Regions from separate parts of the Lactuca sativa genome. Here region 2 is linked to region 1. The links are chromatin contacts, called in public Hi-C maps. All regions are on one chromosome and are shown on one strand. Each heading gives the region's core, a stretch centred on a gene start, on an enhancer-like site or on the middle of the called end of the contact. The rest is flanking DNA. Distances are from core to core; before and after follow the strand shown. Region 1 holds the start of LOC111909590 (adagio protein 1). Region 2 holds the start of LOC111909588 (plasma membrane ATPase 4).

What was found. A called contact is a pair of places that touch in the nucleus more often than the background predicts.
Region 2: a contact with region 1 is called in a Hi-C map of leaf, with 3 times the contacts expected there. The contact joins the promoter of LOC111909588 here to the promoter of LOC111909590 in region 1. A contact is called at or near these places in 2 of 4 Hi-C or Micro-C datasets (both in leaf).

What each region holds. Positions count from the first base shown.
Region 1 is chr8:104,496,131-104,499,768 of Lsat_Salinas_v11, reverse strand. It overlaps LOC111909590 (adagio protein 1), which reads left to right and starts at 2,079. Exons shown (of 2, transcript XM_023905377.3): 1 at 2,079-2,668; 2 at 3,455-3,638. The coding sequence starts at 2,442. LOC111909591 (a long non-coding RNA gene) reads right to left here and starts at 1,095. Exons shown (of 2, transcript XR_002856247.3): 1 at 879-1,095; 2 at 78-676.
Region 2 is chr8:104,972,211-104,975,740 of Lsat_Salinas_v11, reverse strand. LOC111909588 (plasma membrane ATPase 4) reads right to left here and starts at 1,412. Exons shown (of 15, transcript XM_023905376.2): 1 at 1,101-1,412. The coding sequence starts at 1,157.

The DNA of each region.
Region 1 (3,638 bases), core at 830-3,329:
CTAAAGACTTAAAGACATAATAAAAACTAATGATGTAAGATTAGATCGATATAAGCTATCCTAGTTGAGATCTTAAGAATCTAAATAGAGGTCTTAGTGTTTTTGAGATTGTTTTTCACATATAGGATCTTAAGAGAAGATTACAACCCATCCTTTTTGAAATAATCTAAATCCAAAATACTCTAAGTAAATGCTTATAAGGGACACCATATATTTAACTTTTTGTACACCTGTAGGAATGGTAAAAGTGCACCGTTTAATCATGAAATAACAAACAATGTCCGTTTAATTAGTCATTACTCGCCCCAATCGAGGTTTTCAATTCTTGACGCTTTAACCTCCTTCTCATCTTTACAAGCTCCCAACTCTTCTGAGTGAAGCATCGTAACAATTAGGCCAGCTTTATCTTCCATCTTTTGCTCCTTTCCATTTCCATTGTTACAAACCTCATCATTACTCCTTTTTATTCTTCATCTTTATTCATAAACTTGGTAAACATAATTTCTATGGAGACAATTCTTGACAAATTCCATACACTAGACGTGCTCTGTTTAAATTGGTTACCTTGTGATTTCAACGAAGTAGCCCAAAGATTGTTGTTGGAGATTGAAATCCAAATGGCTGTTAGAGGATGTATATAGTCTCGTTATAAACATATGGAGTTTGAGGCTTAGATCTGAATACAGAACAAAGCAATTGAATTACATCTATGATCTATCCAATTTTTTGCTATGATTGTATTAATTATATATAAGCATGATAAAAATGTATAAATCTAATCGCAGAGAGGAATTAAAATATAGTTTCGGATGTTTTTAACCATATGAAACTATATTATACTATATGTTTTCGATTGATAAACAAAAGGAAATACTTACAATCATCAAATGAATTTAGTAGACATACACAACACTCGATCTGGATCAAAATTCTAAAGAACGCCATGATAAGCAATATGAACCAACAGAGAGAGAAGTAAGAAGAGGGAGTTTTATTTAAATATGAAACTTTGGCATGTATAAAATGAAAAAGAAATTAATATATTTATATTTTATATTTACACTTTATTTTATATTACTTAGGTACCCTTCTCCATCTGTGCATTTATTCCACAGTCCGAAACTTTTAGAACCTTGCTCTGATAACCCCTTAACTACCACAAACACGAGCCCTATCCCTCTGATTACCTTTAATTTAATTTATTTTATTTTTTTTAAATAAATAATAATTCACGTCCACTTTTTTTGTTAAGTCAACCCAAGATTGGAAAATTATATGTTTTTAAAAGTTGTGTATATATAATAGGCCATTATTTAGTGTGATCCTTGTGGAATTCACGCTTATGTGTTGCTTGCACTTCATAATTTCCACTAATTTTTTCGGTCATCCCTTTTATGTCATTTTTTTGCTTTTGGTTGCTTATTTCATGTTATTTGGTTTCTTATTTCATGTGATGATTTATGTACACGATTATACATAATTTCCTAGCCATTAAATTACTTGAATCACTAATGAACTTATACCCACATTAGTAGGAATCTTAGTTGTCGCAAACTTATTCACCATTTTTAGTTAGTTATAACATGTTTATTATCATTGCACTTCTCTTAAATAGAGGCTTGTTTGATCCTCGCAAATAACATGTGCATGCCACAAGTCTATAAAAATTTCTTTTAATATGAAATTCATAATAGCTGGATGAGGAATATAATAATATTAATCTACCATGAATACAAAATACAATCCGTGAGCCTAAATGGAAGGTTTTTAAGATGACATAATTAATGGTTGACCGATAATATTAATACCTAGTGAATGATATAAGTTGCTATTTCAAGGGTTACTAATATTTATCAACAAAAAAACATATCCATAAAAGAAATTCTTACGATATTTTTTAAATTTCGAAAAAATAGTCGTATAATACACACCACACTTATATGAGTAACTTTAATATATTTAGTTTTTCACATAATTAATTAAGTCAATTAACAAAAAATGAAAGAAGTCAAGGGCCACTATTACTAAAAAAGATAAAACAGTTTTGGGGAGTGGAAACATACAAATTTCCAAATTCTTTGTGGAGTCAGGAGAGCCGTGGAGATATTTCGATATCACCTCTTCATCCCCCTTCTGTGTTGCTCTCTCTCTCTGTACGAGCTCATTTGCAAAATTCATACGCACCACTCATTTACACAACCCAATAACTCGAAATTAAGCCACACAAAACCCTATTTCATCAGAGGTTCGTCTAGATTTTACTAGGAATAGTTGTTTCTATTAGGGTTTTTACTTCTTCTTCTTCTTCAGTGACTCATCTGTCTACCACTCTATTTGTTTTTTTTTTTTTTTTTTTTTTTTTTTTTTTTTTTTTTCTGTTTCAATTTGAGGTGTATCTTATGGGGTGAAGCGCCAGTTATTCGATATTTGCTTTGCTTTTTATGGAGTGGGACAGTAGCAGTTCTGATCTGAGTGGTGACGAGGAAGAAGGGTTTTTATTGAACGATGGCGGCCCCTTGCCGTACCCCGTCGATAGCCTGCTTCAACCGGCGCCGTGTGGTTTTGTGGTTACGGATGCGTTAGAGCCTGATCAACCGATTATCTACGTCAATTCGGTTTTCGAGATGGTTACTGGGTATCGCGCTGAAGAAGTCCTTGGTCATAATTGGTGAGTACTGTTTTAATCCACCTAATTGAAATTAGCTCAATTGAGCCATTCGTTTTTATAAAATGATCTTGTTGTTTAGGGTTACTGTGTTTTGGGGTTTTGAAATATTCTCGTTCTTGATATCGTAGGTTTTTGCTTAATTTTGTTCTTTTGAAACATATGCACCATAGATAACCTTCAAATCTAGCACTTTAGTACATCAATAACCTTCAAAAAAAACACCAGGAATTGCGTTGCACATAAGATAATGTAAATCTAAATAATCCCCTGAATTCCCGTGAGTTTGTTTCATAACACCAAGCATGGATAAACAAACCTAATAATTGTTTTAATAGTAATGAGAAATCCAGAATAATCAATGTACAATAATTATTACTCGATATGCTTGGTATAATTATTCTGAACAGTTAATAAAGCTTAACAAGATCATGATATACCCTCTGCACTAATGTTGTCATTTAGGGGTCAAGGATTCTAATTAGATAATATGTTGACATGCATGTGCTTACCAATAAACTTCTTTTGGATTGTACATGGGAAGCATTAATCATCCTGATAGATCACATGGAATTATTGTATTATTCAGGTCATGTTATCTTTGATGATGAGCACAAAAGACCTGTTTGTGTTTTTTAAGCATCTAGCATAGTATGGTGAATGCCATTAGGAGTATTAAGAGCATAATAAATACATTATTACCAAAAATTGCTTGATGCATCTTTCTTTCATAATATATACATTGTATTATTGCTATTTACTATAATACCACTTCATCTATATTTGCAGCCGATTCTTACAATGCAGAGGTCCATACGCAAAAAGAAGGCATCCATTAGTAGACTCTTCAGTAGTTTCAGAAATCAGAAGATGCATCAACAACGGAATTGAATTCCAAGGAGAACTCCTAAATTTCAGAAAAGATGGCACCCCAATTATGAACAGACTCCGAATGACCTCCATATACGGCGAT
Region 2 (3,530 bases), core at 163-2,662, 480 kb before region 1:
TTACCAATTATGCATGCATAATTTGATAAGAGAATTATTTTGTTACATAAATTGGTAAAAAAAAGGTGACAGCAGAATACATAATTTATTAAAAAAAATAAGTGATTATACTGCATAAAATGAAAAAAAAAAAAATGTAAGACGGTAAGTTAGTTGGACAAATAAATCATAACCCCTTATTTTAAATTTAAATCAAAATCAAGAACCTAAAAGCAAAAAATCTAGATTTGATGCCTAACAAAAATATCTTGATTTATCTAATGATATCAAAAGATTCTGATATTCTTAACAACTTAACAAAAAATCAAAATTCTAAAAAACCTGCAAATTCTGTTATATTTCCTCCAAGATTTTTTTTTTCAAATTAACTCCATTATATTTATTATATCAACTTAATTTAAAAATATCAACAAAGCCATCTTTGACTATCCATTGAATTTAAAGTGAAAAGAGTTCTTCACAATCATCTCTAATATCCACACACGATTGAGAAGATCAATCAATATTCGAATTAAAATAAAACTCAGACTGTTGATTAAGAGACCAAAACAATTAATCCACCTCTATTATTCGTGAGAATTATAGAGTAAATAATTGAAGAATTTCATTCTATTACGCAAGTTGGACAGTAATAAAGGCATATATAAAAGCGAATCATGAGGTGTTAAAATCAAAATTGCAATCGTACACATACCTTGAAAGCGATAGAGGAAACGCAAAGAAAACGTTTAAATTATTTTTAGGAAAGAAAAACAAGTAACTTTGTCGATTAGCATGCAAACCGTACAGGAAATTTAAATCATTATTTTAATCGATTCGTAACTGATAGGAGGAATAAACAAGTGAAGTAAGGTGTTTGTTTATGAAGGAAAGTGTTCACATGCGTGAACGCACCAAAAAGCAAATTAAAAACAAACAACATGATGTTGCTGCGTTAATCAATGATGATGTTAATGTCGCTAACGACGATTTCAATCTCAAATCTCAAATCGAAATAAGAAAAAAAAATCAGCAGAAACTTAAGTTGATTTCCAAAGTTTATTCAGAAAAAAAAAATCTCTCAGAAAGGACTAGAGAAGAAGAGAAAGTGTTGTTCATACCAGATCAACAGTCTCGTTTTTAATCTCTTCGAGACTAAGCGCTTTATCACCGCCCATCTTGGCAGTGGCTGAGAGACGACAACACCGATGAACGGCGGCGACGACGCCGAGAAATCAAAAGAGCAAGAGAGATGTGTTTAATTGGGGGAAATTAATGAATGAAGAAGAGCATCAGTAGGTTATAATGAAGAGAGAGAAGCAATGGAGTTTGAATTGTACTCAAACCCCAAAGAGAAAGAGAGAGATTTGGTGTTGTTGAGGAAAGGGTTTTCTACACCTCAGGTGTATGAGTCTCTTTATACTTCACCACACACCCCTTCCCTCGTTGAAGATACCACCCGTTATGACCTCTAACCCCAATGTGATTGTGGGCCCCTTTACCCAACCTCCACCCTCCCTTTTATTATTTTTCTTTCTTTATCCTTTATCACTTTTTTTATAAAATCATAAATATATTCTCTATAAATCTATAATGTATAATTGTGTATCATTAAACTTATCTTTCCGTTAAATATAATATTATCCTGATAAATCTTTCCCAGGACGTGTTGTTAAATAAAAATTGGATGAATATGGACTTTTTTTAAGTACGATTTATTTGAATGTTGAATGTTAAAAAAATTAGATAAATATGTATAAATAGTCTCATGTTATTTACAACAAAATCATAAGTCTACATTTTAATTAATTTTTTATGAGAAGGTCCATATAATTCCAAAGCCTTATTTATTTCTAAACAATATAAAAGAATTCATTTGATAATTTTGATTTTAATTTTATTTATTTATTTTTAAGTTTATATAAATATTAGAGTAAATGGGTCATCTTACCCTCACTTACCCCCCCCCCCCCCTCCCCCTCTCTCACACACACACACACACACATTTCTTCAAGATCTTCAAGACTCTTCCACCATCATCATCTCACTTATGAATCTTGTATCAATGCCAACACCGACAACTAGGGCTGTAAACGAACTGAACTTGGCGGAAAGTTCGTTTATGTTCGTTTATTTAATAAATGAATGAACATGAACAATGATCTCGTTCGTTCATTTATGTTTGTGAACATTTGTTTATGATGTTCGTTTCCGTTCGTTTATGTTCGTTTGTTTAAGTTTATTTATATTCATTTATATTAAATGTTTTTTTTATTATATTGCTATATTATATATTCGTTTATGTTCATATATGTTCAATTGTATTTTTTTTTATCTTTGTTCGTTTATGTTTGTCCGTTTAGCATGTTCACGAACATAAACGAACGAACATGAACAAGAAAATCTTGTTCGTTTATCTGTTCATGTTCGTTTGTTGTTCGGCTAATTTAAACGAACGAACATAAACAAGACCCTGTTCATGTTCATTTGGTTCATTTACAGCCCTACCGACAACTAATAAAACCCGATAGAGTCCCACCATTTTGGAACGATGTGACTTGATCGACTTGTAAATGCAAACAATTGACTCGATTATGTTTACCTTAAAAAAAACAAAGGAAGATTGCAGAGGACGATACTCCATTATCTAGTTCACATCATGCATTCAGACTACAATTACACTAGAATCTAAAGTTATGTTAGAGATATATTAACGAAATATAATGCGTTTTTGTTCTACACATTTTTCTGTGTGGAATCGATCTCTAGGTTGAAGCTTGATTGATTTGTTAGAGCATCACTAATCTAGGTCGAAGTCTCCCTCGTTGAAGCAAGAGTTGGAGTTATTGGTTTTTGGTGTAGACTTGTCGAACAATAATTAGATATGATATGGTCGTCATCCATGAAGATAAGGGGAGGGAGTCATCGAAAATTAGTCAGATGGAATAGGGATTCCATTATGAGAAACCTTGACCAGCTGTTGCCGGAAGAGTTAAATATGTCACCCTTCTACACAAATGATTTAGGGTTTTTATACCATAAAGGTTGTTCTTGCCTGACATAGAGGTTTTAGATCGGAACGACAAGGCGTTAGTGTTTACATATTGGAGCTACGGTTTACAAATTTGGAAACGATGCCTTTCTCTCTCTATCTCTCTCCCTCATTCTCTTAGAAGGTCGTTTAAATAAGACCTTAAATCGTCGGTGAAGGTGGCATTAAGTTTACCAATGACTGTGATGTTAGGTTTTTGATGCCACTAGTGGTTTTATTGGTACATATGTTAAAGAGTTTCAGTCGTTTAGGTATGTGGCAATGGTTCCTAGCGTGAATGGTAATGGTTTCCAGCAACACAATGAAGATAGAGATAGATGGAGTTGGTATGTGTTAAAGAGCGAAGTGTGGTTTGGATGGGGCTATATTATTTTTTTTTCTCTTTTTATCTAAAAAATAATAAAGTAAATAAAAAACGAAAAAGAAAACAACAAAGGGAAAGAAGTTTATTTCACAATTGTATAGGACCAAAACCATAATAATCTTTTTATTTTGGACT